2 separate regions of the Hordeum vulgare genome follow, and region 2 is linked to region 1. A link is a contact called in public Hi-C data. All regions are on one chromosome and are shown on one strand. The core of a region is the stretch at or near the end of the contact, and the rest is flanking DNA. Distances in the headings are between cores, read along the strand shown. Region 1 holds the start of LOC123427475 (thioredoxin-like 2, chloroplastic). Region 2 holds the start of LOC123427483 (mitochondrial dicarboxylate/tricarboxylate transporter DTC-like).

The links. A called contact is a pair of places that touch in the nucleus more often than the background predicts.
Region 2: a Hi-C map of seedling shows a contact between it and region 1, with 5 times the contacts expected there. The contact joins the promoter of LOC123427483 here to the promoter of LOC123427475 in region 1. A contact is called at or near these places in 3 of 6 Hi-C or Micro-C datasets (leaf and seedling) and 1 of 1 datasets of contacts at active chromatin or transcription factors (embryo).

Annotation. Positions count from the first base shown.
Region 1 is chr1H:149,063,153-149,068,868 of MorexV3_pseudomolecules_assembly, reverse strand. It overlaps LOC123427475 (thioredoxin-like 2, chloroplastic), which reads left to right and starts at 4,348. Exons shown (of 4, transcript XM_045111532.1): 1 at 4,348-4,773; 2 at 5,350-5,538. The coding sequence starts at 4,609.
Region 2 is chr1H:149,485,113-149,490,639 of MorexV3_pseudomolecules_assembly, reverse strand. It overlaps LOC123427483 (mitochondrial dicarboxylate/tricarboxylate transporter DTC-like), which reads left to right and starts at 3,644. Exons shown (of 6, transcript XM_045111543.1): 1 at 3,644-4,045; 2 at 4,745-4,828. The coding sequence starts at 3,917.

The sequences.
Region 1 (5,716 bases), core at 3,099-5,598:
ATGGAGGTAAAAGCCTACATCTTGCTTTTGTGTTATTGATGATGATCTTGATTGCAAGGGTATGGAATCGCTAACCAAGCTCTGGAGGATTTCTCGCTCTATCTATCTCAGGGGCTCCCTTTTATATATAGGTCGAGGCCCTGAGATTACAAGAGAGTTCGAGTCGCATTACAACCCGTGACCTAGTCTAATTCCTACTTATCTTGTCTCTCAAGTATGGAAAAGTTCCTTACGACTTCTTCCTCAAGCCGGACAACCAAGTAATGGCCCACGAGCGGACCCTTTGGAAGAAGCCACCTCGTGGGCCTTGGTTTGAGGCTTCTATGGCTTCGTGTAGCGGCCACACTCTTGATCTACCGTCTTGACAGCTCGGTCATCCTTCTGGCGGGTCATCCCGTGGGGTATATCCCCAACACATGGGAATTTCCATCTAGTAGTGATCAACATGTTGAGTTGATTTGCGTTCGTTACTTTGATAATTTGGTATGTGTGTGGATCGGTTCCTAGGTGTTGTTCTTACTTGAACAAGCAACTACTTATGACTATCTCCTCTCTCAAGCATCCGCAACTATGGAAAAAGAATTAAGATAAATCTAACCATAGCATGAAACATGTGGCTCCAAATCAGCCCCTTATGAAATAACGCATAAACTAGGGTTTAAGCTTCTACCACTCTAGCAACCCATCGTTTACTTATTACTCTATGATGCCTTCCTTTAGGCCCAAAACATGGTGAAGTTTCATGTAGTCGACATTCACATGGCACCACTAAAGGAAGCAATAACATACATATTATCAAAATATGGAACGAATACCAACTTCACATGATTACTTGTAACAAGACTTCTCCCATGTCCCCGAGAACAAAATCAACTACTCACAAAACATCGCCATGTTCAAGATCATATGTATAATAAATAAGATAAATGATGTGGACATATTTTCTTCCGCCAAGTAAACCAACAAGCATCAACTACAAGACGTAATCAACACTACTAGTAGCCCCCACGTACCAATTTGAGGTTTTGAGACAATGATTGCATACATGAGATGAACTAGGGTTTTAGATGAGATGGTGTTGGTGAAGATTGATCCTCCCACGAAGGAGGGAGAATTGATGATGACTTTGATCTCCCCCTCCCGGAGGTCGGTGGGAAGTTTCCCCAGCAAAATCACTTTGTCGGAGAGAAAAAGGGCCTCTTCCTAAGTTTTCGCCTTGAGATGATAATGTTTCGGCCTGAAAGTATCTTCTAGATTTTTTTCTAGGTCCGAACATATCATATAGCAGAAGAAGGGGGGCTTGGGCCTGCCTATGGGCTTCCCAAGCCATCAGGGCGCGCCCAAGGGGGGTGGTCGTGTCCTGTTGACTTGGGAGCCACATGTTCCCCCCTCAGGCACTTCTTCGCTCCATAAACTTAGATATATTTCACAAAAAATCCTCGTGAAGTTTTAGGTCATTTGGAGTCCAGAGAATTTTCAACCTTTTTATTGGTTTCGAGGTCCAAAATTCTGGTTTCCGACAATTTCCCTCTTTGTGATGAACCTAGTAAATTAAGAGAGAAAATGCATAAGAATTGTATCATAAAGTGGAACAAGAACAATATAAATATCAATGAAAAATCATGATGCAAAATTCACCTATCATGCCACCTTTTTGTACCTTGTCACTTCTGTTTCTTATTACTTGTTACTTGTTACAAATTATCTTGCTATCAAACTATCTATCACAACTACTTTACATCACTTGCACATAATACCTTGCTAAAAATTGCTTATTGATTCCTTCTACCCCTCATTGGATTCGACACTCTTACTTACCGAAAAGACTATGATTGATCCCCTATACTTGTGGGTCATCAAGGTGGTCAAGCAAGTTTACCGCTTTAGAAGAGATGGACGTAAGAGTGACACTTCATATTTGATTTCAAATGAAAAATATGCAATTAAATTGTTGGCATTGGCTACTAAAGGCAATGAGGCAAGTCGATCAAGTGCGAAATTTGAAGAGAAGAAGTTGAGAGTGCAGAAGGTAAAACAAGAATTGCCATTGCTCCAAACAAAATCATAACTGGGGTTCCCACTCGGCTTACCGTATTGGAAAAAGAAGAAGTTGCAAAAACTAAGTGCAAAAGAACTTCAAAGAAGGAACATGGCATGGGTTCCCAAAGGAAGTACTCTAAACAAGAATAATGCGCAAGCTTTCATTACAAAAAGTGTGACCAAGGTGAAGAAGGAAAAGAGTGAAAATTATGAACAACCAAGCCGAAGGTTTGCACATCAAAATCTTTGGTCCAAACATTATCCACATTCTTCTGTTATGCCATTGATGTCGATGCCATCGAATTTATCTTTATTTATGATTGGTTACCCTCCATGGTCTTATTTCGGTCCATGGATGCAATATAATTTCTTGCATCAAGAAAAGGTAATACCACATCATCATACGTTGGTTAGCTACATTTTTTGTTGCTAGTCCAAATGGCTAATACATGATTATCGTCCTAAGAGTATAGATGGTCGATATATAACTATCTCCATAAGCATATAAATGGACAATGGAGTGTTGACATCATCCTTATAGCAAACAAAATACAATTTATTTTTTGGCATATGCTAGCTTTACCGAAAAACATGGGGCACATGTTGATGCTCAAAAGTGGCACAATCATAGAAGTAGATTAATTTATGTCAAGATTACTTGAAACTTATGATTGAAAGTCACTATTGGATGGATCTCTTTGACAAGATCAAGGTGGATACGAAGATGGTCCAAAACGGAGATCAGATGCAAAATTTAAGATATTTTTCAGAAATGCTCGTGTTAACGCCACATTATCAAATGGCATGAAACATAATTAAGACGGCCTCGGGTGGAAAAGTGTTCTAAATAGAAGTTGTTCATCTCGTCAAAATGAACGGTTTTTTATACAAATCGTCTTAATCCAAAGTCGTGTGCAAAAGTTAGAGCCCAAACTATGCACTGCTGCAGTACATTGCCGGATCGTCCGGGCGGGGAGCCGGATCGTCCGACTGACGACCGGATGAACGTCCGGGATATCATACTGGAAGACAATATAATGTTGAGGACAAAGCCGAATGATCTGGGATGAGACCCATATGATCCGAGCAATTATGTGTTCGGACATCGGGACCATTTTCTTGATGCAGACCTTAGAAAAACATCCGAGACCCCTTTCAAGATGACCTCAAATAAAAAAAAAGTTCAACACAAAAGTTCTTTTCATCAAAATGGTTAAATTTTGGATCTTCATCCAAGTTGGTATTTCGCCTCTAGAAGCCAAAAACTGTACTGTTCTCTCATATCACTGTGCGTTCGGTTTATATGGTCCAGTTTATACGTTTTTTCGTTTGTATGGTATCAAATTAATATATGGTTCAATTTCAGTATATACCCAATTACTTTGGTATGGTTCTGGTATATACCATAAAAGCCAGAGTTGACGCAAATTTGAAAATGGCATATAATAATTTACAAATTTATAACTCAAAACATATACCTTTTTACACAAAGAGCACATAACTATATGCAAGTGTATATGCATGCATGGATTCGATGGTTATGGACATACTTAGTATTCTTTTAAAGATAAATGTGACTAGGTTACAAGAAAAATGGATGTGCTTAATATGAAATCCGGCTCTTGTACAAAAAATGACTAGTTATATGGTTGTTCGCCTTAAGATACATAAATATATTTTTATTTCAATTTATTCAGTTAACTATTCGGTTTTTCGGTGTATATCATAAAAACCAAAGTTTAAAACGGTATAAAAAGTTCATACCACATCGAAACCATAACCATAAATTTATAAAATTGGGTTTCTTTGATTTATTTCGGTATGTTTTTAGGTGCGATTTTAAAATGCACAAAGTGAGTCTCAGATATATCTAAATCTAAGTTCGGTTCATTTTGGAAGGATTTGGACGAGATTTGGAGTCCCTTTCTTGTATGGAGTTGTATGGTTTTTCTTGTATGGTTTTTCGGTGTATATCTCCTTTGACTTGAGTTGCAGTTTATCACCCCAACGTCGAGGTACACGGTGATTTGTTTGTGTGCGAACAGAAGTTAGTGCTAGAGGGGGTTTCTTTAAAGTGGATTATGTTCAGGGCGTAAGTGCAAAATGTAACATCAAAGTGTGTGGAATTCCACGTCAATCTGTACGCACCACACGTTTTACATCTAACGGTTCAGGATGCTCAGCTGGAACCCAGATCTTCGTCGAGCAAGGCCGTTTTCAAATTCTAAATTTCGAATGGGACAAGCTACTGTCTGTCACCCGGGCCCCACTCATTAGTGGCAGTGTGGCATTCAGCTCCCCATCCACGCGAAAGAGCCAGCCGCTACCATCTCCACCACACGGCCACAATCTCTGACCCGCCCTCCTCCCTCCACCGCAGCCAAGGAAGGAGGCGGTGGCCGGTGGACACGGCAGGAGCCGACTAGTGCCTGTGCCGCATACAGTCAACTTGCAGTGACGCCTCCTCGGATGCTCCCGGCTCCGACACCAAATAGTTCGGTGGTTGCGGCGCCGGTCTAAGCGGGCTCGCCGGAGTCGTTGGCCCCGTCCCGCAGCGACGCAGAGCACATGGCCGAGGCCCTCCTCCACCACCTCCCCCGCCGCTTCGGCGCTTCCACCTCCGCCTCGTCGTCGCCGTCCTCCCACGGGGTCCTCTCACCCGCCCCGCGCGCCGACCCGCGGGTCACGCGCTTGGCGGCTGCCGCCCCGCCTGGGCGGCCACGCCGGCTCATGGTACGCGCGCGCTCTTTTTCTCCTGTTGTTTCCTCAGAGAGGATTTATGCGTCCTTGGGTTTTCGCGCTGTTGTGATGGGGCAAGTTTGAGTCTCATGTAGGGTTTGGAGGTTTGGGAACGTGGGGTTGCAGAAGTCTTCTGATCGTTTAATTGTGGTTTCGTTCTGGATACAGTAGATAGAGTATCCTGATTAGTTTGCTGATTCACGCGGAGGATTTTGTTATTATTTAAGCAAAACAGATGCACCTACATGCCATAGATTAATTTGTGATGTTGGAATGAGTTTAACCGGTGGCATTTACGCCACTATTTTCTTGATTGGGCCATATGAATCACATTTAGAATCAACATCACCTTACCTCTCCCCTAGAATTGTATGTGCCCATATTGGATGTTGTGAATGTACTTCAAACTATGTTACTTCATCCTTGGTTGAAGTTATTTATGATGTGCTGAAACTAGAAAGGCTTCTTGTATTGACATGCTTGGGGCATGGATAGGGTTACTGCTTAATTTATGCAGCTGAGTGCTTGGAGTGTTTGATCTCTTTGGACTTTCCATTGTTCTCGTGCCAGGCCCATGCCGCAGTACGTTCAGAGACTGGTGAACAGCCAAAATGGTGGGAAAAGAATGCTGGTGCAAATATGTTTGACATACACTCCACACAGGAGTTTTTGGATGCACTAAGGGATGCAGGCGACAGGCTTGTTATTGTAGAGTTTTATGGAACTTGGTGTGGTTCTTGCCGGGCACTCTTCCCAAGGGTAATTACCATTAATTTGTACTGATATGTATGCACCTATGTGCCATTTGATTTTCTCATGGCTTGATTGCCTGTTATTGCAAATTTTGTTTCTCACATGTGTAGTTATGACGTTAACGTTACATAGTTTTCTGGATCATTTAGAAGGTATGTTGCTTGTGTAGTACTGTAGTCTGTTT
Region 2 (5,527 bases), core at 2,395-4,894, 420 kb before region 1:
GATGGCGACGATTTCCCCTCTCCGGAGCCCAAAACGGACTCCAGATCTGCCCTCTAGATGAAGAACAGAATGTGGCGGCGCCTCCGTATCGCAAACGCGATGAAATCTTCTCTCTTGATTTTTTTCGGGACGAAAGTGAATTTATAGAGCTGAGTTTGGGGGTGGCAGAGCCACGTGGGCCCCACAAGCTTGGTAGGTGCCACCAGGGGGGCGGCGGCTACAGGGCTTGTGGCCCACTAGCCCATCCCCTCCGGTGGATCTTTGCGCAGGTATTTTTCATATTTTCCAAAAATATTCTCCGTAAATTTTCAGGATGTTCCGAGAACTTTCATTTCTGCACAAAAACAACACCATGGCAATTATGCTGAAAACAGCGTCAGTCCGGGTTAGTTCCATTCAAATCATGCAAATTAGAGTCCAAAACAAGGGCAAATGAGTTTGAAAAAGTAGATACGATGGAGACGTATCGTTCCCCATCATGAACATTGTATTGGCTCTCATGCTTCAGGAAGGTGTGCTGATATTCATCGACGACATCTTCATCCACATCGCGGATGAGGATGCACATCTCAGCCTATTGCGACAAGTCTTTCAATTACTCAAAGACCACAACTTGAAGATGAAATGAAGTAAGTGCTCTTTTTCTCGATCCAATCTACTATACTTGGGGCACGAGATCAACGGTGGTGGTGTTCGCACAGATCGCAAGAATATTGTAGCAGTTCAGAACTGACCAGTTCCTACCAATGTCAAAGGAGTGCGGGGATTTCTGGGTCTTGCTGGATATTATCACAAGTTTGTGCATGGTTTTGTTGTCATGTGTCGACCACTGACCGATCTTCTCAAGAAAGGGGTCGTGCTCTGCTGGATAGATCTGGAGGATGGTGCTTTTCGGGCACTTCAGCACGCGCTGTTTATGGCACGTGTGCTGGCACTGCCAAATTTTACCAAACCCTTTGAGATGGAAACAGATGCATCCGACTACGGCATCGGGGCGGTGTTGTCTCATGATAAACACCCCATCAGGTACTTGACCCGTGCTTTGGGCTCATGTAACAGGATGCTTAGCACATTTGAGAAGGAAGGCTTGGCGATCCTGATGGCACTAGATCACTGGAGAACTTATGTGCAAAAATGACGAGTTCACTTTACACATAGACCAGCAAAGCCTTATTCACCTAGAAGACCAGCGGCTAGCCACCCCTTGGCAACAAAATATCATGGCAAAGATGCTGGGCCTGAGATACCATATTATGTACAAGAAAGGTATGGATAACCGGGCCGCTGACGTTCTTCACGTGTGCCCGCCCCCCAGGGCGACCTTGCAGCCATCACTATGGCCGTGGCAGCTTGGCTGGGAGTAGTCCAGCAAGGTTACGAAGATGACCCCGTAGCTCAGGCACTGCCGACTCAGTTGGCCACTCAGAATGATCACCCAGACGGCTACTCTCTCTAGGATGGCATCATTCGACAACACGACCGGGTTTGGTTGGGTGACAACATGGACCTGCAAAAGAAATTATTGGATGCCCTTCATACATGCGCTACTGGTGGCCATTCGGGGTTCAATGCCACTTACAAAAGAGTGCGACGACTATTCACTTGGCCAGGACTACAGCATCACGCCAAGCTCTTCGTCGAGGCTTGCCAAGTCTGCAAGCAAGCCAAGCCCGAGCATGTCCGCTATACCGGTCTTCTCGAACCTCTACATGTACCAACAGAAGCCTGGCAAATGATCAGAATGGACTTCATGGAGGGCCTCTCTCGCTCCTTGGGTTGCAACTCTATATTGGTGGTCGTCGACAAGTTCTCCCGGTATGCCCATTTCATTGCCTTGTCTCACCCTTTCACCGCTTTCCAAGTCGCGCACGCCTTTGTGGCACACATCTACAAACTGCATGGGCTGCCAGAATCTATTGTCTCTGACTGTGACCCAATATTCACGAGCCTGTTGTGGAAGGAGCTCTTTTGCCTTACCCACACCAAGCTGCGGATGAGCACGACGCACCATCCTCAAACAGACGGGCAAACTGAGCGAGTCAACCAACGCCTGGAGACATTTCTTCGATGTTTCGTCCATGCCTACCCCACCAAATGGTATGCTTGGTTACCCGTGGTTGAGTTTTGGTACAATACATCCCCCACTCCGCGTTGAGCACTACTCCCTTTGAAGTTCTCTACGGGCATGCGTCGCGCCACTTCGACATCATTGACTCCGTCGCGTGCGCATCCCGGATTTGGCGGATTGGCTAGGGGACCACGAGAAAATGATAACCTTGATTCGCGAGCGTCTTCTTCGAGCACGCCAAACCATGAAGGACTCCGCAGACAAGCACCGACCGGATCGTGTTTTCGTCGTCAATGACTGGGTTTTCCTCAAGCTTCACCCGTATGTGCAACGCTCCGTCACCACAAGGCTCAATCAGAAGTTGGCTTTCCGCTACTTCGGACCCTACTTCGAGACGTTCCGCAGATCCTTGTGCGCTGGACAGATCAGCCACCAGATTTCACCACCTGGGAAGACACCAAGGAACCTGGCTGCCACTTTCCTCGGGCGCCAGCTTGGGGTCAAGCTGTGTCTCAAGGGGGAGGGAGTGTTACGACTTCTGCCTCCCTCGGCCCGCCTGCTACCGATGGCTCCGCCCCAACAGCCGTCGCCACCCACTGGGCGGAGCGGCCTCATCGACCGATGAAGCCCAACAACCGTTTCGCAACCCAAGTGTGGGACACCACCCGTTAGGTTAAGTAGGCTCCGACCCCTCCTGCATGAGGTGTGCTGGATGTAATCTTTGAACCGACGGCGATTTCTTCCTCCCGAACCTCTCTCCCTCCCTCCGAACCTCGAATTTGACCTCGAATCTTGTATCAAACCTGTTCTTGAAAGTGAGATCCAACTGGGAGCGTAACATTATCTGAGCGCAGCTATATTCCAAAGTTGTTCGTCCAGTTGCTCTTGGTGTTTGCTGAGTGATGTATCTATGTTTCTTTGGTAGCAGAAGTGCATATCATGTCTTTTTCTTCCTTGGGTTGCTTCGTCATGTTAGTCATGTTCTTCATCAACAGGGATTCTTGCTCCCTTATTGTCTTCTATGACTTCTATTCAGCTCTTCTTTCTCAGATTCTGCTTTTTTTACTCTTTCTTCTAAGCAGTTTATGTAACCTCTCATGTACACTGTCTTCGAGCTCAATAAATTAGCACCTATTGGTGCCTTTTTCTGTTATAAAAGAAAGATTTATACAGCAAGGAAAGAAAAAATGCTCTTCCTTTGCAAAAAATAAAATAAAAATGCGAGGTCTCGCCTCACGTGCGGTCTTTCGGAGGCGTTTGGACATAAGCTGGAGAAAACAAACACGGCGAGGACGGGAACTCCGACGACGAGGTTGGCTGGACCACGCCTCCCACCACACCAGCAATGGGCCTGCTCAGGGGCCCCACTGCGCACAAGATCTCCCTTCCAATTCCACACGGACAGATCCCATACGCCACCACCACTTTTCTCCTCCTGACGTCTACTCAACTTTTCCAACCCATGCCATGCTTAAAGAAAAAAAAACCTTTTCCAACCTTGTTTGTGTCAACTTGCGCCTCAACCTGCCTTAAAAAAAACGAAAAAACTTGCGCCTCAACCGCCTCATGTGCACCACGTCCATGCGCACAGCCGCGACGGCGCTCACGAGAACGCGGCGCTGCTTTATTACGCATTTTTTACGGCCAAGTAGTATTTTATCGTCCATCTGTTCTTTCTTCTCGGAGAAAAAGTAAGTAATCCTGTTATCTCCTCGCGTCGCTCTCGGCGCAATAATAAAAGCGCAACGGCACCCAGCGATCTAGGCCTCCTCCTCGCCCGCATCGCCTTCCCTCCGCTCGCGTCTGCTGCACTTCCTCTCCCAGCCCGGCTAGATCTCGCCGGAGGAGATGGCGGACGCGAAGCAGCAGCAGGCCGCGGCGCCCACCGGCGTCTGGAAGACGATAAAGCCATTCGTCAATGGTGGCGCCTCCGGGATGCTCGCCACCTGCGTCATCCAGCCCATCGACATGATCAAGGTACGGATGCGCTACTCACTTCTTCTTTCCCGGTGTGGAATATATGATTTAGGGGCAGCTTGTTGAGTTTGGTGGCTCTCTTGAGCCTTAGATCTGTGGTTGGTTATAGTGGATGCGAGCGACGCGATTGATGGATCGGGTCGATTGATTTCTGCGCATCTCTGGGTTAGATCTGAGCTCACCCTCGAGTGAGCTCCGGACAACTTGTTGTACACTAGGGTGGCTATTCTTGAGGAGATCTGTGGAAACTGGAGTATGCGGTCACACCACGAGCGCAAGTGGGGGCGACACACTTCGTTATTTGTTATCTACAGTCGAAACTGTCCGATGTGTTAGCTTAGATCCTCCGTGGAGATCGCACTAAATCTGTGGTGTGCTATTTTCTTCCTCACCAAAAGATCTGTGTGTTTGCGTGGCTTTACTTGTTTTTAATCAGTTAGCACTAGTTCTTTGGTCTCAAGATGTTGTTCTAGTTATTATTATTATTTGCTGCTGGAATGTTCCTGCACATGCAGAATTAGCCAGACCACTATATTTTGGTAGTGTCGGCCAACATGCCATCATAGTTCAAGTGGGTTATTTACTGGAGAGTTGTGTAGAATGTTATGGCTTATGATTAATAGCTTTTACTGAAACATGAAGACTGTAAATATCTATTTCGTGCACATTATATATAGCTTTTCCTGTTTTTGGTTTCAGGTGAAGATCCAGTTGGGTGAGGGATCTGCAGCTCAGGTCGCAAAGACAATGTATGCTAATGAGGGCCTTGGTTCCTTCTACAAGGTTTGTTCTTGCAAATGTCTTTATTCATGATGTGCATAATTGTTCTGTATGTAGTTTTCTGCTGGCCACGGTACATTTGCCATGTAATAGTGTCAGTGACTCAGTGCACATGTAAAGTATGACTTACAAACATAAATTAAACATGTAAATAACTAAATATTCTCTGGTATTCACAACTATATTTTCTTATTTGTGCATGTTTTCTCACCTTGAGTATTGTTGAGGTGGAAGAAGACTAATAAACATTTGCAATCATAAACACAGTTGTAAGTTAATATATTGATCATTGCTTGGAATTTTTCAGAATTCAAAAGTAAGAGATCAAGGAAACCCAATCTTTGGGACAATACTCACACTGAACCCCATTTTTTAAAATTTTAGCACATAACGATAGCTTTTGTGGCAAGATTTTAAATAGAGGAGTACATAAGAGATAATAAATATAGATAAGAGGCACGGTACTAAGTTTAGCAATGATTGTAGGAGTCTAATCTTTGTCTACAAGTGCAACCATTGGAGGGGGAATTATGGAATTGGATACAGATTTCGCATGGCTCAGATCAGAAGTATCCCATCTATCCTCTGTTACTTATCTATCCTTCAGACCTTTGTTTGGGTCCGAATCGTTCATTTTTGTTCAGTAAATGATGTTTGCATCAATGATGCTGGTTTTCTAGTTTGATCCGAAGACCTCAGTGA